Regions from separate parts of the Gossypium hirsutum genome. Here regions 1 and 2 are each linked to region 3. The links are chromatin contacts, called in public Hi-C maps. All regions are on one chromosome and are shown on one strand. The core of a region is the stretch at or near the end of the contact, and the rest is flanking DNA. Distances in the headings are between cores, read along the strand shown. Region 1 holds the start of LOC107922615 (ATP synthase subunit d, mitochondrial). Region 2 holds the start of LOC107922614 (SEC12-like protein 1). Region 3 holds the start of LOC107922279.

What was found. Hi-C and Micro-C count contacts between places; a contact is called where the count stands out from the background.
Region 1: a Hi-C map of leaf shows a contact between it and region 3, with 1.7 times the contacts expected there. The contact joins the promoter of LOC107922615 here to the promoter of LOC107922279 in region 3. A contact is called at or near these places in 4 of 34 Hi-C or Micro-C datasets (callus, leaf, petal and 1 more).
Region 2: a Hi-C map of leaf shows a contact between it and region 3, with 1.8 times the contacts expected there. The contact joins the promoter of LOC107922614 here to the promoter of LOC107922279 in region 3.

The regions. Positions count from the first base shown.
Region 1 is chrD01:26,332,901-26,335,628 of Gossypium_hirsutum_v2.1, forward strand. LOC107922615 (ATP synthase subunit d, mitochondrial) reads right to left here and starts at 1,402. Exons shown (of 5, transcript XM_016852727.2): 1 at 1,101-1,402; 2 at 798-879. The coding sequence starts at 1,271.
Region 2 is chrD01:26,687,753-26,690,726 of Gossypium_hirsutum_v2.1, forward strand. It overlaps LOC107922614 (SEC12-like protein 1), which reads right to left and starts at 1,679. Exons shown (of 10, transcript XM_016852725.2): 1 at 1,200-1,679; 2 at 529-629. The coding sequence starts at 1,613.
Region 3 is chrD01:26,523,412-26,526,171 of Gossypium_hirsutum_v2.1, forward strand. It overlaps LOC107922279, which reads left to right and starts at 1,488. Exons shown (of 8, transcript XM_041086481.1): 1 at 1,488-1,712; 2 at 1,842-2,760. The coding sequence starts at 2,053.

The sequences.
Region 1 (2,728 bases), core at 152-2,651, 190 kb before region 3:
GACAAATCACTATAATCAAAGCAAAGAAATTACACTAAAGAGAGAGTTATACATTGTAACCAACCAATATGCCAAGTAAACAGTGAAAAGGAAGCAGCTCCATTTAACACAGTTAATTCCAAGAAGGTGCTCGAGGAACACCTTACCGTAAAAAAAACCTGAAAATCATCTAGTTCATTGGTTGAGAAACATTGTTCTTTTCTTTTCTTTTTTCTTTTGTAACAAATAAAGGTCTGAGTTAAAGTTTATTTTACATCAAACATCCAAAGCATAGGAGTAATGAGAATCATAGTTGTTCTATAGAAACTTTTACAGCGTTTTGGACAAGAATCAGGTTTATATACAACAAGAATCACGTTTATATACAATATTAAGAACTTTCCTATAAAAAAAATATAACAATCGATGAACACAACATCCATATAGGCAATAGGGCCATCGGAATATGTTTAACAAAGATAAAAAAATCCACAATCGAAGAATGGATGACAGAATTAAATTCCACACTTCACTAATTATTCCGAGACAATAAAAACGAAAAAGGAACATTGTAGCTAGTCAAGGTGACCATATCATCATCCGAATCATAAAATTATCATCTCATAACAAGAAGCAGAGCTTAAACAAAAGTGAATTCAATTCACAAATCAAGGAAACTGCAACCATGTGAGGGCCTCAAACATGAGGCAAGCAGACCATTTTTATGCTTTTAGGAACCCTACAACAGATCTAAGAATAAAGGGGGCAACTAGGAAATAGTATAGAAAGAAAACCCAACCATGACAAAAAAAACTTACTCTCATAAGCCTCTTTGTACATATCCACCAATCGCGAGCCGATTCCTTTTCTATAATATTCCCAATCGATAGGCTCAGGTTCCTGCTTAACAGAATCAGATTATCACCAAGAAAGTTAATACAAGCATCAAATGAAAAATCACCCTTACTGACAAATAGAAGCTTCAAAAATGATTATTTATTTCAATAAATAACATTAATAAACCAAAAAAAGACTAAAACCCTAAAGATCTAATTATAGATTAACCCAATGGTCCTAAGTTATTAAAAAAAAAGAGATGGGAGAGAATAGAAAACCCTAACCTGACTGAACTTGGTCTGCAAAGTGGAGTTAACTTCATCGAAAGTGCGACGAAGAGTGGCGAACTCTTTGCGAGCCTCATCGGAGACCAAAAGCTTCGCCATCCCTTCCCAATCAATGCTCTTTCCTGCTTTGAAAGCCACATCCACTACTTTCTTTCCTGCTCCGCTCATTTTCTCGCACTTTCTCGCTTCCCAAACGTAATATTTTTTTCTCCACAACTTTTTTGGAGATTGACTGATGAAGGCTGCTGCTTCTTGTTTAGGGAAATGAAATAATAATCTTAAATGGGAATTTTGATGCTTAATTGTGGACAAAATTGGAATTTTGAGAATTTTAAGATGGACAGGTTCGATCTACTTAGTTTGGGCTTAATCCAAATACCTCTGATCGGGCTTATGTGTCAACCAATTGGAAGTTTTGGACCGGGTTCATTAATTTATAAAACTCTTGTTTAAAACACACGCAAAAAATATATATATATATAACTTTTTATATTATTAATATTTTAATAATTTCTCTATCATGCCTATCCAGCTTGGTATAAATTAAAAAAAAATTAACTATTTATTTTATATGAAAAAACCTTTCAATCATTATATATATATTGTCAATATTTTAAAATTGATAAGATGAAATATTGAATTGATTTTACATGCATGACAAGTACAAAAATATTGATAAATTTAATAGTTGGATTGTTGAAATATTAATTGTATCAAAAATTATGAAAAAGTGTAAAATCACCGATGTAAGTAGATTCCTCTCTTGTGAAAAATTGTTTAAAAGGCGAACAATCCGCCATCAATCTGATAAGGTGGGCTCGACTTAGATTAAACATGGATAAAAGGTTTTTTTGACCTCTAACAAATTTAACCTGACTCGAATTACTATTTATTAATGAAAATATATTTCATTTAAATTTAATTACAAAAATATTAGGAGTTTTTTTTAATTTTTTAAATTTCAAATGATATAATAGTTTGACAAAAAAATTGTATAATATTTTATTTTTAAATTTAATTCACGGGTTGAGCTAGTCCGATCCAAGTTCGATCTGGGCTTAAGCATGATATTAACACACTTTTTGTTTGCCTAAGCTCTGCCTGGCTCGAAATATAAGTTTACAATTTTACCCAAAACCATCCATATTTTTAAAATTTTATATACTTTTTCATTTATTAAAATATTATATAAAATTATCTTAACATTTTTTAATGTTTATATTGTAGTAGTATTATATATTATTATAGATTTAATTTTGATGTGTTATACATGATATAATATATAAAAGTAATATAATATAAAATATTACAAACTTAAAAACAAGTTGGATCAACCTCAAGCCTTGAATGCTCAAGTCCAGTCCATATTTTAAACAAGTCTATTATTCTTGCACAAACCTTCTCAAAATTTAGATAGGTCTTTAGGTCTAGATGAATAGCTCAAACCATAAATAGATTTACTTTAGAGCTGCTTATGTTCACGATGGGGAATTTACCAATAAAAGCCCTATTTTTTCAAAAATTACCGAAATGGGCCTATTATTTTATTATTTACCGGAATGGTCCAAATACAGCGAAATCGTGTCCACGTCAGCGCGATGTCAGTGTACGCGCCAAGAAATTGC
Region 2 (2,974 bases), core at 429-2,928, 160 kb after region 3:
CTGGTCACAATGCATAAAAGCAATTGTTCAACTCCTCTTCTACCCAACACTCCCCAGTCCCCAGTTAAATACATGCATATATATATATGTATGTATGTATCTCACTTTTTTCCATCCAACAGCTCCAAAGCCAAAAAAGGGAAACCTTGTGCAAGCTATATGATGACTATGCTCAAGATGGAAAAATCCCAATCTCTCCATGACCTTACTTAAACTAATAAAAACAGAGAGAAATCCAAAGCAGAAGTTCCCCAAAAGGCCAAAACATACAACAAAACCACTAGTCACAGACTTAATCAGCAAATTCCCATACACAACTTGCCCAACCTCAGACATGATTTCAATCTCATAAACAGATTAAACAAAATTTCTTATAACTTCAATAAAACAGCATCCTAATATTCATCAAGAAGCATTTTGTAGTGATATTAATTAATACTTACAAAAATTGACTACTAGCAAGTTTTTGAGCTATGGCAATAAACAAGTAAAAAAACCAGTGTAATAAAAGGAAAAGAAAGAACTTACTTGCAGCCTCCATTAGTGGTAGAGCAAACAAAACAATCTCCACTTGGGTGCACTGCAATGGTTATTGGATCACCATCACTTTCTTCAAGCTCATGCCTAGCCTAATATAACAAATGTAAATATATAAACATCAAGTCCAACTAACTAATATAAAAAATAAATCAAATAACATAAACCAGACAATGACTCTTTTTGTAGTTATACAAAAACAATGCTTCCCTTTTTAGAAAAAAAATTAAAAGAACTCTAAACTATTCCACTTTTCTTAAGTAAGGCTATAGCTTTTATTGTATCAAAATAATTTATCTTCAAGGTATAAAATTTAAAGTCAAGCACTAATTTGGTGCAACAATAAAGTTATTTTAGCCTAAAAAATTATACAACAATGAAGTCAGAAAAGTAAATTTTCTTCTACAATGAAGAAAACAAGAAAACCCCATGAAAATTGTTTCTTCAATTAAAATAAATTTAATAATAAATAAATAAAAAACCATCCCCCCCCCTTTAAAATTGGAGGGAGAATTGCCACAGTCATCCAAAAAAACCCTGAAAACGACAACCTCGTTTGCTTAAAAGAATAAAAACCCTACTTCCAGAAAACCAAAAATGGAAACCCCAATTCCATAATTTAAAAAAGAAAAAGCAAACTTTTTAATTTTGTGATAACTTACCAACGGAGACGAAGAGAGAGAAGTGGTGTTGGGATCAAAAGGGAAAATCTCAATAACTGAAGAAGAAGAAGAAGTGGGTCGGGTCATTATCCGGGCCAAGACAACCCAATTGACGTTTTCGGGTCGACGGATCCATGACCCACACGAGACGGACCCACCTGCTTCACCTTCCATTGAAGAAGAAATGAAAGATATTTTTAGTTTTAGATATTTAAAATTTTGCTGGGTTTTGGAACGGTTGAAGAAGAAATTTATAAAAAGTAGGAGTCTTTGGGAAAGAAAATATAGTAAGGTGGGAGCAGGACAAAGCGAGAGAGGTACAAGGCTAACAAAGCGTATCCGGTTGTGGATTTTGGGGGGTGGATCCCACAGCAAGGTATTTTGGAAGCCCCGCCTCGCCTGTTTTACCAACATAAACAAAAGTCAACTCCGTTTTGAGAGTTTGGTTTTGGATATGCGAATCATCATCCCATATGATTCTGCCCAATTGGTGGACAATGTTTTCTTTTTCTTTTCTCTTTTTTTTTTTTAAACAAGGTTGGTTTTCTCTATTTTTTTATAATTTTATAAATTTTTAAATATTTAGATATTTAATCATTAGTCCGATTTTAGAAAAATATTGTTTTAAACTACTTTTATGGGTTATATTTATTAAATTTGATTATAAAAATAAGGTTTGATATATAATTTGGCATTTTTATTGTGGTATATGTATTTCATAAAAAAATTATATTTTGGTATTCAATTTTGGTTTTAAAATTAATTTTATGAAAGTTAATAGCTAACCGTGTTAGTTTTGAATTTTTATGATTTTGTTAATAGAATAGATTTAGTGTTAATTGCGAATTCATTTAATTTATATTTGTTTTTTTTGTTAAATGCATTCTAATAGTAGAGATTTCAGGTTGATTTGATAAAAGTTAATTATTAATATTATTAGTTAATTATGAATTTTTATCATCTTTAAAATCTGAATTAAACACTAAAAAATTAACATAATTATCTTCACATATCAAAATGTATAAATTTTTTTTATCAAATACAAGTATTACAAAAAGGATTAAAAGACATTAATACCATATTAAATATAATGACAAATTCAAATATTAAATAAAATGTTAAACCGAAAAAAGAGAGTAAAATCTTAGATATCAAATTGAATATTAGATAAATAATAATTTTCTACTCGACATTTGATAACAAGATTAATTTATAATTTGTTAAAAGAAGAAATTAAAATTGACATTATTGAGTAAGTGCAAGTATGAAAATTTTATTGGGTTTGAACAAAGCATTCTCCAATAGTGTAAACAGAATATTAAGATGATCACCTATCACATCAATTGACTAAAATGGTAATGAAATAGTACAATTTTCCATTGGTATTACTTTAGTAGTCCAAATGTATTTCCATATCCTCACTCCATATGATTGTAAGTTTTGGTTGGGTGAGAAAACATTATAAACTAATAAGATACTAAGTATAAAAAATTTACAAGAGTTTAATTGATTTTTTTTAAATGTTTGAGGGCCTTTTATACCATTAAGTCTTATTTAATTTACTCATAAATTTTAGTACGGTAAAGTCATCATGATTTTAGTGGAATTATAATTGAGTGAATTAATTAAATTTATTTTAATCAATTAGTTAAATAATATTTTGGGAATAGAAGATTAGTTATTGGGTTAGATAACTTATATGAGCTGGTTTAAGGTCCAAATAACATATATAATTGTACCCAATACATGAAACATGTCTAATAGTCCATTTAATA
Region 3 (2,760 bases), core at 238-2,737:
CGAGTATGATAGATGTATAGATTGGCTGGAAGATATGTTGAGAATTCTTGACAAAAAAGCAATGGCAGACTTTATGACCATTCTGTGGAATTGCTGGAACAACTGAAACAATCGAGTTTTTAGGGGAAAAGAAGATAAGGCGAAGGACATATGGAATAAGGCCAGTATGCTCAGTAAAGAATTCCAAATCCATAACCTGTTAAATGTGTCGATGTTATCTACCCATGTTGACGATAGAAAATGGGTCAAACCTCCGAAAAACTGCATTAAAATTAAGTTTGACGCTTTTATTGGGAATAACAGAACTGGATATGGGGTTATTATAAGGGATGATGACGGTTTTGTTTTGGGTGGAGGTGGTGGCTTCAAAGAAGTACAGTTGTCGATTGAGGAGGCTGAGTGGTATGCTTTTGACGAAAGTATTAAAATTGCGTGTCGTCTTAATATTAAAGGTGATGTGCTTTTTGAGTCGGATAGTGCAGGGTTGGTCAACAAAATAAATGGTCAGAAAAGGGATTTGACGATTATTGGTGAGCAAATTAAGGAAAGTATTAAGGCCTTTGTTAACTTTTGGTTTGCTACCTGTATTCGGAATAATCGACATTGTAACTTTGTGGCAGATTTTATTTGTAAAAAAATGTGTGTGGATACTTGTAATTGGTTCTTTGATATGGATTATCCTAAAGATATCCATAATGATGTGATCTATGATGTTATTTGAATGAATTTGTCTTGACCTTTAAGGTCATTTTTTACTCAAAAAAAATAAGTATGTTATAATTTAAATATATAAATGGATCATATCACAGGTTTGATTGGAGAATAGGTAAAAAAAAATTAAGTTAGGCCGAATTTAAATTTGAACTTGAGAATATATTAAAATCGACCATGATTTGATTTGAGATATGAACATATATATTTCTTGTATACATATAATTAGCGTTATTTATCGATCAAATAGATCGATTGGATTAAGAATCGATTGATATATCAGTTCAAACATATTGAACAAGTTTTATAAATTTATTATTTTTGATAAATTTATTTAATTATATTTCAACCAATGATCCTTAGTAAACTAGTAATTGCTTTAAGAAAATTTGTAATAATTATTATACGGAACAATTATAATCATTTACTATTTTTGAGAGATGAATTATTATTATTATTATATACAAAAATAAAAAATAGAGTGGGGGTTGGGGTGTGATTGAGCATGAAAAAAGAAGAGTGAGTGAGTGAGGTGAGTGGGTGACCGAGTCTTTTCCAAACATTTGATGACGTGTCCTTCACAAAAATGTAGAATTTCTTAAAAAAGCCAAATTTATTATTACGTGTAAGTCTGTTGTAAATAGGCGCGCCTCTTTTTTCCCCTTAAAAAGTTAGTAATTTTTATTTTTAGAAATAAATAAAAACCACTAAAAGCAATAAAATTTAAAAAATAGAGGTAAAATTAAATTCTCTCTCTTTCTTGTAATAATTATTATAAATTTCTCACATCATTCTCTTCCTTTGATCTCTCCCTCTCCTTTTCTTTCGTTCTCTTTTTTTTTTTTTTTTAAATTTTCTGTCTAGACAAACAAGATTTCGGTTTTTTGCAGTTTCCTGTTTTTCAATTTTGAGGGAACCAATTTTCCCACATTTTTAATACACGAAAAAGAGCGAAAGAAACTTCGGGTTTTTTTTTCTTTTCCTATTGTAATACATCACAGGTACGTCTCCATTTTCACCAGAATATTTCTTCATTTTCTACGAATTTCGATTAAAATCTATTATTATTATTATTATTATTCATTTCTTTTGATCCCTTTTTTTTGGGCATTTTTTTTAATTGTTGTCAGGTTAAGAAATGAATGGGAGCTATGTTGGTATCCAATTCTAGGGCGTAGGGCATAGTTTTTTTTTTTTTTGGATGAATTCTGTAGGCCAAATTAGAGTTTGGTTTTGTAATATTTGAGATAATGATCTAAATTTTGTGATCTTATTGGGTACTAAGGGAAATGAGGCAAATTTGCTTCATGGAAAAGAATTAGGTGTACAAGTGGGGAAAAAATGACAGATTTTCAAGCTTTACAGCAAAAACCAGACTCCTCAAATGATGCCACGGCTGAATTTGAAAGGGGTTTGGAGGAATTAATGAGAGGGCATTTAGATGATTGTATGTCATTTGCATCATGTAGTTCTAATAGGAATCCTGATGATGAAGATGATGAGGGTGATCAGCTTATTAGGAGGAGAAGAAGGTCCGATCTCGAAGGCGATGATTTGGCCGAATCCTCTGCCGCTAGAAGGCGGCATTCTAGGATTTTGAGTAGGTGGGCTGCTAGGCAGGCTCAGGAAATGATAACCACGATTGAGAGGAGGAATAGGGAGTCTGAATTGATGGCTTTAGCTGGTTTACATACTGTTTCGACGCTCGACTCTTCGTTCTTGCGAGAGTCACCCTCGGCTAATTCGAGGCGACAAGGAGGGACTGTCGAGAGGCCTAATACTCGGGCTTCTTCGATTTTGCAAATGTGGAGGGAGTTGGAGGATGAGCATATGTTGAATAGGGCACGTGAGAGGGTGAGGGAAAGGTTGAGGCAGCAAAGGAATGCTGATGGCAATACAACTATGTCGAGTACGACGTTGTCTGAGAGTCATGAGAGTGAGAATCATGGTAGTGTTGTTGATGCAAGTGAGAGTGAGAATGAGTATGGAACATGGTCGAATGAGCAGGGTGTGTCGCAGAATGAAGTTGAGGATAATAACGGGTCTAGT